2 separate regions of the Mus musculus genome follow, and region 2 is linked to region 1. A link is a contact called in public HiChIP or PLAC-seq data. All regions are on one chromosome and are shown on one strand. The core of a region is the stretch at or near the end of the contact, and the rest is flanking DNA. Distances in the headings are between cores, read along the strand shown. Region 1 has its middle 31 kb from the start of Nxph3. Region 2 overlaps Igf2bp1 (insulin-like growth factor 2 mRNA binding protein 1).

Region 1 (4,831 bases), core at 82-2,581:
ACGGGTGTCATTCTGAGCTGTGGGATTGTAGGTTTGCTTACTCAGCACCAGGCAACCTAAAAATAACAGCAGTCCCAGAGAACCAACCATGGGGACTTCAGGGTCACAGAGAACAGGAGTATGAGCTGGGGTATGCCTATGTCCATTCCTCCCAGTTTTACGCACCCCCTTCCCAGTATCTCCACTCCTAGGCCCAGCCTGGTGCCTGAGGTTCTAACTCAATTAACCCATAGAGAACGCAGCTGGCCTAAGTGGTTATTTGGGGAGCACAAGGTTTGGGATTCCCAGACTCTGGGGCAACATGAGGACAATGCTAAACCTGTCCCAGGCACACACACCCCAATCCCAGGACCAACTGCAAGGCCCCAAATGACACCCCGACCCCCTCCCGTCCTCACCACTCCCCCTCCCACAGGGCTGGCGCCACCTGAGGCTCAAACAGCCCAGGCAGACAGCAGCTGAGCTGCCCCCTTCAGCTCTTCCCTGCTTCTCACCCCCTAGGCTGGCTGAGGAGGAAGAGTTCACAGCCACCGTGGTAGCTCAGCAGCTGGGGGGAGCCCAGATGTGGGAGAGCCCAGAAGACAGGATAGTGTTACACTCAAATGGCCTGCCAGCTTCTCCTTAGAAGACAGGGATGGCCACAGTGTCTGGGAATGGAATGGTGTGTGCTTGTGCTTCATTCTCCATTCTTATCCCTCAGCTCCTGAGCATCAGTAATTGAGAATCAGCTAAAAGGTAGGCTTTGGTGAGCGGCCCTAGGTTTTCAATGAATAGAGGCGCTAACCACCCCTTCCTCTGGGTGTTTCCTGATCCAGCTGGCCCACTACCTGGCCGGAAGCCTCCAGCTAGAGCAGCTGACAGGAAGAGACTGACCTCTCTCCAACACTGTTCTTTGTCCACAGTGAATGTACCGGCTTTGGTTTCTGTGTGGACGCCTCCCCTCCCCTCCCAGCCTCTGACTCAGGGGCTCCGTCCATCCTGTCTAGGCCAGGGGCTCTCCTGGATACACACAAAGAGAGCATCTCAGGTTCCCTGGTCAGGGGCACCTGCTCTTTGATCTGCCCTTCTTCTTTCCCCAGGGTACTGGGTGCTACAAGGGCGAGGCTCCATCCAGGGACAGGCACCCAGAGATAAAATCTGGGATGGGAAGGAGCCTCAGATGAGAGTGACTTTAAAGTGCCGACACACACACACACACACACACATACACACACACACACACACACACACACACACACACACTTTACCAAGCTCACTCCTGACTGCCTACCTGAGCTCTCCCCTCCTCCACCATCCCTGGCGTTCCTCCCAGATTTCTCACTGGGAAGTTCTCAGATCTGGGGCCCTGTAGATCCAGTGGCCAGATGGGAAAGGTGCGTGCTGAGCAGGCCTGGACCACATTGCAACATAGTAACCTGGGGACTCAGAAGGTGCCTGGCTTCTGACCTCTCAACTCAGCAAGCTGCCAATGGGTTCCACATCTGCATTTTCCTTATTCCCAGAATCTTTTATCTTGTTTGTTTGTTTGTTTTGTTTTGTTTCTTTTGGGTTTCTCTATGTAGCTCTGGCTATCTTGGAGCTCCGTCTGTAGACCAAATTAGCTTCAAACTCCGAGATCCTCCTGCATCTGCCTCCTGAGCTCCCGAGCACTGGTATTAAAGGAATGTGCTACCACACCCACATACCCCCCCCCCCATCCAGAATCTTAAAGAGCACAACCATACACCCACCAGGAAATGGCACCCTGCAGGGACCAGGTGGGGCTCTGGATGTCTGACAGACTCCGTGGCAAGGATCCTACCTTGTAGCCGCTCCCTAGTCTACTGAGGGGTGTGCCCAAGAGAAACCCATTCCCTTTCTGATCCTGCTAGGGTGGGGGTAGGGTCTGATGGTCCCTTGGACCAAGTACAGTGCAGGCCCCTTCCCCCTGCCCTGCCCTGCCCTGCCCTGCCCCTTCCCCACCCCTAGCCCCTCACCCCCACTCTGAAATCCCCTTTGCTTCACTCCTTCATGCTTGTTTTTTTGCTTGTTAGAGTTTTGCTGCTGTTAGTTTTGAGATAGGGACTTGCCTTGTAGCTCAGGCTGGCCTGAAATTCTTAAACCTCCTGCCTCAGCCTCCCAAGCCTGGGTTATAGGCTTGGGCCGTAACCATGCGTAGGTCACTCTCCTTTATTTTTTTGTGAGAGGCTTGCAAACCAGGCAGACTTGCCAGCAGTTCCCAGTTGGAATCCCAGCTCAGCCCCAGTTTACCACAACCCAGCTTGTGTTCTGGGCTAACTCCTTGGGCCTCTCGGTTTCCACTCCTCAGCTCTCGGCTGAGCTACCAGCTCCTCTCCTCCTCTTCTGGTCCCTTGAGGTAACTTCTCTTTCATTTTCCACTCACCCTCTCCCTTCCCCAGCTCCAGCTCTACACCTTGTGCAGGCCCTTCCCTCTTCAGAGTGCCTTCTGCTGCCTTCCTTTCCCTGGAGTCCAAAGGAAGACTCCTGGTGAGCCGAGAGGTTCAACAAAGGTGTCAATCAACTATGAGATCTAAAACAGGAGGGAAGTGGGCCATCTTAGGTTTGTAGCTTCATCCCAGGGTGGTATACCCAGCCACTTGCATACACAAGCACACGTGTATATATACACATGAACAAAGGCAGAAAAAAAAAAGTAAAATACCTGAATAGGACACCCAAAAGAAGAGGCAGAGACGGTAAATAACCACAAGAAGCACTCCATGGTGTGTGCCAGAGATCTGGACATTTAAACAAACAAGGTACCACTCACCTCACACCTATCCGAATGGCTAAACCTGAGAGCAGTGACCAAATCAAGTGTCATTCAGGACACAGAGCAAGAGAACACTCATTCTCAGGAATGTAGAGTGGTTAAAGCACTGTGGAAGGCAGGTAGGTCGTAGTGATACAGATACACAAACGTAACACACATGGGACTGTTGGATTTGTTTTTAAAGGTTTTTTTTTTTTTTTTTTCTGTGCGTTGGTGTTTTACCAGCATGTACATCTGTTAGAGGGTGCCAGATCCTCTGGAACTGGAGTTAGAGTTGTGAGCTGTCATGATGTTACTGGGAATTGAACCTGGGTCCTCTGGAAGAGCAGCCTGTGCTCTTAACCGCTGAGCCATCTCTCCAGGCCACCACTATTACTATGTTAATTCAGGCAGCTGCGATTACTGAAGAACACCTGAGCAAGGTCAGGCCTGTGGATGCTCCCTCACAGAGGGGGCTATTGAGGGTCATTAGACCCTCACCAGAGGTCCCACTCCCTTTCAGCCGAGGGCAGCCCCACCGCCCCCTACCTCTCCTCCCACCCCTGCCAGCTGTGTGTAACTCTGCCTTCACGTGGTCCTGGAAGATGCTAAAGTGTAAGACTGAGGAGGGACTCCATCTCTGCAGATGTGGAACATCTGGTGACTTGGGTGTTTTGATCACTCATGCTCCCATAAGCTCCCATAATCGTGCTTCTGAAAGTGTCTTACGGTTTTTTTTGTTTTTGTTTTTTTTTTTTGTGTTTTTTTTTTTTTTGAGGGTTTTTTGGTTTGGTTTGGTTTTGGTTTGTTGTTGTTGGTTTTTGTTTTGTTTTGTTTTGCTGTGAAGAGACACCATGACATGTCAATTCTTATAAAGGAAAACACTCGATTGGAGCTGGCTTACAGTGTCAGAGGTTTAGTTTATTATTACCATGGCAGGAAACATGGCATGTTGGAGACATAGTGTTGGAGAAGGGAGTCAGAGTTCTACATCTTGATCCGAAGGCAGCAGACATAGACTGCTGTATTAGGTATAGCATGAGCATGTATGAGATCTCCACAGTGACACACTTTCAACAAGATCGCACCTCCTCCAATAAGATCATGCCTCCTAATAAAGCCCCGTGGGCCAAGCATGCAAACACAGGAGTCTATGGCACCACAACTCTTCAAACCATCACAGAAAGTAAGGCCAATAAACTCCCTGGTTCACCAACCTAGCCTTGGGTGGAACTGTTTCTAAGGTGGTTTGTTGTTGGTGCCCAGCATGGGGTGGGTAGATGTGTCTCCAGGAAAAGTTAACGTAAGGACCTTAAAACCATACTAAATATGTACTCATCTGATTTGCAAACGTATGTCTTCAATGAACGTGTTTTTAGCAACTTTAGAGCTAGCTGTCAAGAACTGGAAGCAACCGAGATGTTTCTGTAGGTGAATGAATAAACAAAGCAGGTGCATCCATCCAGCAAATCTTATTCAGCGATAAAAAGACACAGGGGAAATCAGAATGGGAATTTCTAAGTGAAAGAAGTCTGGAGACCATGAAGGAGAACCGGAATGTGATGATGTAGTCAAACTATCACAAATATGGGCTGCCCTCCCTGAAGAGGGCGAGAGGAAAGACATTTCCCGTGTGCCTTGGGAAATGAGTGTGTCTCTGAGATAAAGGCAGGAGCTGGTTCATAAGTGCTGCGCTTTAGCTGATGAAGTCGTTGGCAGTTGGCTAATATTCTGATACGCCTCAGACACATAGTGGAGCTAAATAGTTAAGCAAGGGATTGGCAGGTGGCAGGAGCCAGGTTTCTTCCTGTGTAGTGGGAGGGAGGAGGGATGGAATGATTGACAGATTAGATGCAGATTTATCACATACCTCTCTACATTGTGCATGCACTAGCATACTCTCACACTTTCTTGCTCTGTCAGCGAAGGCCCAGGAGCCCTCATGTCCTGTTGGAGGTGAGCATACTTCATGCCTGTGTCCTGGTTTCTAATAATAAATTCAGCCGAAGGAACCCGGAGCTCTTGGAGAAACGGCTGACTTAGGACTTCAGCTGGTAACTCAAGATGCTCCTGGCGTTT
Region 2 (5,277 bases), core at 40-2,539, 440 kb after region 1:
GGCCTTAGTTGTCCTAGGCAGTCCCTACCAAAGCAGGGTCTAGTGTAAAATAGAAGGGTCTCTGTGATCCACTGAGTCTGAAATTCTGAGAGCGACAACTCCTTGTTGACAAGCTACAGCAGGGAAAATCTGGGAATGACATAGCTAAAAGAGTGGAGCAGTGGTGTCCCCGGCTCCTTTAGCTATGTCACCCCTGACCCAAACCCAACCTCTTCCTCCTCAAACTCAGCACTCAAGAGGCAGGGGCAGGCAGATCTCTGAGTTCGAGGCCAGCCTGGTTTACACAATGAGTCCCAGGATAGCAAAGGTTATACAGAGAAATCCTATCTTGAAAAAGAAATAATAAAAAGCTAAAGGAAAGGTGGATCTGTTTGAAGGAAAACCTTGGTGGTTTGTGAACTTGACCTAACAAAGTTAGAGTAGATACAGTGAGGATTGGAAACAGTCAGCTGAGTCTGGAGGCTTGAGCCATGATTCCAGGCTAAAGCAGGACTGATGCACGCACAGGCCAGTCTATAGAACAGTAGGCCAGTCGGAAGGTGGCGTTGCAGTGATAGAAGAGGAGGGGAAGACAGACAGACATAACTCCACGAGTACAGCATTTGTCTAGCAGACACAAAGTCCTGCGCTCAAGTCCCAGGACTGCACGGATAGATAAGCCTGTCGACCCTCTGTAATCCCAGCACCCACAGTACTGGCAGGAGAACCACAAAGTCAACACCCGGTCCAGCGGCGTGAGGCGTGCTCTGTGTCAGACACACACGGGAAGCCAACAAGCCCATTGCTGAGTCCTTAGACCCCATTCCACCAGGTACCAGATCCAAGGACTGGCCAAAAGGCAGCTTTGGATCTCCCTGGTAAGGGTTTCTCACAAAACACCTTTGCTAACCAAATAGATACACCGAGTATGTTCAGATGGGTGAAGAATCTGGGAGAAAATGAACAGTGCCCAGCCCCGGACACCTCCCCCCAGGAAGTCCTTCTGGATAGAGGGGAGATGAAGGCAGCCTGCCTAGGAAGAAACAAGGCATACAGCAACCCCAGAACAGGAGCCTAGTTTGAAAGAACCCATTAGTGCAATCCCAGGTCAAAGGCCAAGACTTGCCTGTCCAAACTCTGATTTGGGGCCTTCTATTCAGTATGGCAGGAGCAGGGTGGTAGCAGTGAAATCTAATCTCTGCAAGGATGTTTGTTAATCCATATCCAGAAAGCAATGGCAGGCAGATTGGCTGGAATGTCTGGAATGTTCCAGGAGCGGGAGGGGGAGGAGGGCAGGTCTACCCAACCAATGAAAGAAAGACATCCCAGCAGCCCTCCCTCACCCTCTAGGGCATACACACCCCATCCTGGGAACCCACTCTAGGCTCCTCCCAGACTTCCTTCTCAGCAAAGCCCCCAGCCCTGATTAAAACCCAAGGGGATAGCCTGGAAGAGGACCTTTGTCTTCTAAGCCTGGCTTTCCACTGAGCCTGGTGCTACCTAATTCCTTTCAGGCCCAAACCGCACAGGGCACTGCTGGGACCTGTAACCTAAATTCCCTTGCTTACATTACAACCCCTTTGGATAACTTACTCATCCCACCTATGAGAGGCCCAGAGTTGGCTGCGTTAGGCTGGTGTGCTGAGGGCTTACAGTGGCTCTAAATCTGTGGCTTACAACTCTTTGGGGATCCACAGACCCTACTTACTTACCTACCCTTTCACAGGGGTCGCCTAGGAGCTGATATCAGGACAGAACATTACGGTTCATAACTGTAGCAAAACTAGCTACGAAGTAGCAACAAAAATAATGTTGTGGTTGGAGGTCAGCACAACCTTAGGACCTGTATTAAAGGTCCCAGCGTGAGGAAGGTTGAGCTGGCTTAGAGCTCCTGATGAGTGGGAGCACAACTCACACTTCCCAGGGGTTTCTCCTGGTGGGAGCTAAGTCCAGCAAGCCCCTGACAGTATTCTAAAGGAGACCTGGAGGTAGAGTGGAAGGGGCGGTGACAGTCATTGCTGAATCTAAATAAATGTGTTCACAATGACAGAGAAAGAAAGTCTTCCACTCCTCCATCTCTGCTACATTGACCCTGCTCCAATAAACCCGGGTCTACCAAGGCCAGGCTGAGTAGTGGTTATGTCCTATAGGTAAAAGGGCACCACACCTAAGCACTCTTAGTGCCGGGAGGGCCAAGCCCAGCTCCAGCAAGGAGAGAGAACCAGCTGCCCTGACCCTCTAGCAGCTATAGCGCCGCCAGCAGTGGCCATTAAAGGCAATGGTTAGAACAGCCAAAATGGTTCCTAAGTGCAAACAGCTTTCCCCTGTTCTCTGCTCGCTCTGACCCTCAGAGATCCAGCCTGGAGGGCAGCTCAACAGACTCCTGCTAACCAGGAAATTCACCTGGGGATGTGAGGACACCTGGGGATGTGAGGACAGGGAGGCCAAGCAGGGGAAATATGCCAGGAGAGATTTAAAGAGGCAGAGAGACAAAAGAACAACGCCATACACCCATCACACCGCCATACACCCATCACACCGCCATACACCCATCACATCGTATACACACATGGGGGTGCTTGGGATTAGGAGTATCTCTCCCGGGTCCATTTTATAGAACTGTGTTCATTTTATAGAAATGTGCTACCGGCGGCTTTGTTTGACAGCCCAGGGCCGAGATTAAAATACGCCATGAGTATCCTGTCTGCATTTCATAATCACTGAACGCCAAAGCCAGGAGTAGAACCAAAACTCCATCTACTTTTTTGTTTTGGGTTTCGTTTGCTTTTTGAGACCTGTTTTTTCTGCATAGCCCTAGCTGCCCTATGTAGACCAGGCTTGCCTCGGCCTGGGTGTGCTGGGTGGTGCTGGGATTAAAAGCACGACTCACTATACCCAGCCTGAAGCAGATCTAGTTTTCCAGATGTATAGTTTTACATTTTGTTGAAAGGCCATTTTTCTAGCATACTAGAAACACCAATTAAGATAATATTATCTTCTGTTTTGGTTTTGAAATGAACTTCTATACACTGGAATTACAGGCAAAGATGAGCTACAATGTTCGGTTCTACAGGGTCCTAGGTATCGAGGTCAGGGCTTTGGGATTCTAGCTATACTCCCAGTGCAGTCCGACCCCCATTTTTTTTTCCTGTGAGTTATACTCTGTAGCCCAGACTAGCCTCCAACTCAGAACAATCATCCTGATACTCTACCTGTTCTTTTAAGGATTTAAGATTTAGCCGGGCAATGGGTGGCACACGCCTTTAATCCCAGCACTTGGGAGGCAGAGGTAGGCAGATTTCTGAGTTCAAGGCCAGCCTGGTCTACAAAGTGAGTTCCAGGACAGCCAGGGCTACACAGAGAAACCCTGTCTGGAAAAACCAACACCCACCCACCCCCCAAAAAATGGATATAAGATTTTCAGAGTTCTCTTTTTTAAAAGATTGTTCATTTTACGTGTATAAGCCTGCACACATGTAAGTGCTGAACACGTATGATGAGGTGGTGAGGCTCTGGGGTCTCAGATACCCTGGAACCAGAGTTAAGGGTGGGTGGCTCTAAGCAGCCTTGCGATGCAGATGCTGGGAATGGAACCTGAGTCTTCTTGATGAGCAGTCAGTGGTCTTAACTCCTGAACCAAGCCAACTCTCACAAAGTTCTTATTCTCTGAAAAAGTGCTCCCTTCACCTCCACACCCAGAGCGAAGTGTTGATGGCTAAGTTCCCGGGCTGTGGAGATGGCTCAGTGGTTAAGAGCACTCACTGCTCTTCCAAAGGTCCTGAGTTCAATTCCCAGCAACCACATGATGGCTCACAACCATCTGTAATGAGATCTGACGCCCTCTTCTGGTGTGTCTGAAGACAGCTACAGTGTACTTATAGTAATAAATGAATCTTTGGACTGAAGTGAGCAGGGACTGAGGGAGCGGGGTTGACCAGAGCGAGCAGAGGTCCTAAATTCAACACCCAACAACCACATGAAGGCTCACAACCATCTGTTCAGCTACAGTGTACTCACATACATAAAATAAATAAAATTAAAAAAAAAAAAAACCAAAGTTCCCTTAAACCACAGTGGTAAAAGCTGGATGAGGGTGGTAGTAACATTTTTGAATACAGTCAATCTGCAGAGGATCCAGTCTTAAGCCTAAACTTTCATCTCCTTGGAAAACAAGACTAAATTGGGAACTTCACATCGATCCCACCCCAAAGCCAAGTTTTGCCTCAGCCTGTGGCCTCACTCAAATCAAGACTCTCTGGGGACCATTCCTCAGGAGGGGGTCAGGGGGAGCAGTAGGACTAGAGCATCTCAGGTGTCCACAGACAGAGATCAGCCGGTCTACCTATAGGCAGCTTTCCTTAATAAAGGGATTTCTTTTCTTTTCTTTTCAAGATTTATTTACTTACTTTATGTATGCAAATACACCATCATTCTCTTCAGACACACCAGAATAGGGCGTCAGATCCCATTACAGATGGTTGTGAGCCACCATGTGGTTGCTGGGAATTGAACTCAGGACCCCTGGAAGAACAGTCAGTGCTCTTAACTGCTGAGCCATCTTTCCAGCCCTAATAGAGGGATTTTTTGTAACACGAATTGTCTAAGTAACTGACTCTTAGCTTTTCTTCTTTTTAGGAATATGGTAAGAGCTAAAAACACTCTCTGCCCCCCCCAAAAAAAAAATTTGTGCAGAATTTCAAGATGGACCCACCCATAAAGCCAAAGACCCTACCACACATCCACCCATCAAACTTGAGGTAAGTGAAGTCCAGGTTTTCAGTGAAGCTTGTAGGTCTCTCACTGCTCCCAGCAGGGAGCTGCAGCTGTAGTTCACTGACAGGGTACTCGCCTGATGTGCTGATGAAGCCTTGTGGCCTATCACTCACCAAGTAGCATTTAAAATAAATGCCAGCAGACCGGGATCCAAATCCCAGGACCCACCTCGTGGCTCACATCTATCTGTAACTCTAGTTACTGGGCACCTAATGCTTTCTTCTGACTTTTGTGGGCATCAGGAATGCATGTGATACACATACATGCCTATGGGCAAAACACACACATAAAATAAAACACTCAGATGGCAGAGGCAGGTGAATCTCTCAGTTCAAGGCCAGCCTGGCCTACGTAGTGAGGCCCTATCCAGACCCTACCCCAGCCCAAAAGCAAGCCACAGGGATGCTAAAATCTGTATATACCCCAGGCTATTGGGCTCAGTTGCATCTACAATCTCATTGCTCCTAACACACGGTGGGACTCTGGGGAGTCTCTAAGGCCCCTAGATCTTGAATGAGGAAGAGG

Evidence for each region. HiChIP or PLAC-seq counts read pairs in DNA pulled down with a chosen protein or histone mark.
Region 2: a contact with region 1 is called in an H3K27ac HiChIP or PLAC-seq map of embryonic stem cells, with 5 read pairs. The contact joins two enhancer-like sites. A contact is called at or near these places in 2 of 15 datasets of contacts at CTCF or cohesin (the NIH/3T3 cell line and large pre-B cells), 1 of 484 Hi-C or Micro-C datasets (pro-B cells), 1 of 115 datasets of contacts at active chromatin or transcription factors (embryonic stem cells) and 1 of 9 other capture datasets (adipose tissue).

Annotation. Positions count from the first base shown.
Region 1 is chr11:95,543,385-95,548,215 of GRCm38.p6, forward strand. No RefSeq gene overlaps it. Among named protein-coding and RNA genes, the nearest start is that of Nxph3, 31 kb to the left of the region's middle. Within about 2 kb of position 1,332, at least 21 of the 459 cell types and tissues checked have an H3K27ac peak or open chromatin away from gene starts, as enhancers often do. A contact at or near this core is called in embryonic stem cells, where this site is marked.
Region 2 is chr11:95,981,397-95,986,673 of GRCm38.p6, forward strand. All of the region lies in intron 2 of Igf2bp1 (insulin-like growth factor 2 mRNA binding protein 1), which reads right to left. Among named protein-coding and RNA genes, the nearest start is that of Mir3063, 21 kb to the left of the region's middle. Within about 2 kb of position 1,290, at least 105 of the 459 cell types and tissues checked have an H3K27ac peak or open chromatin away from gene starts, as enhancers often do. A contact at or near this core is called in embryonic stem cells, where this site is marked.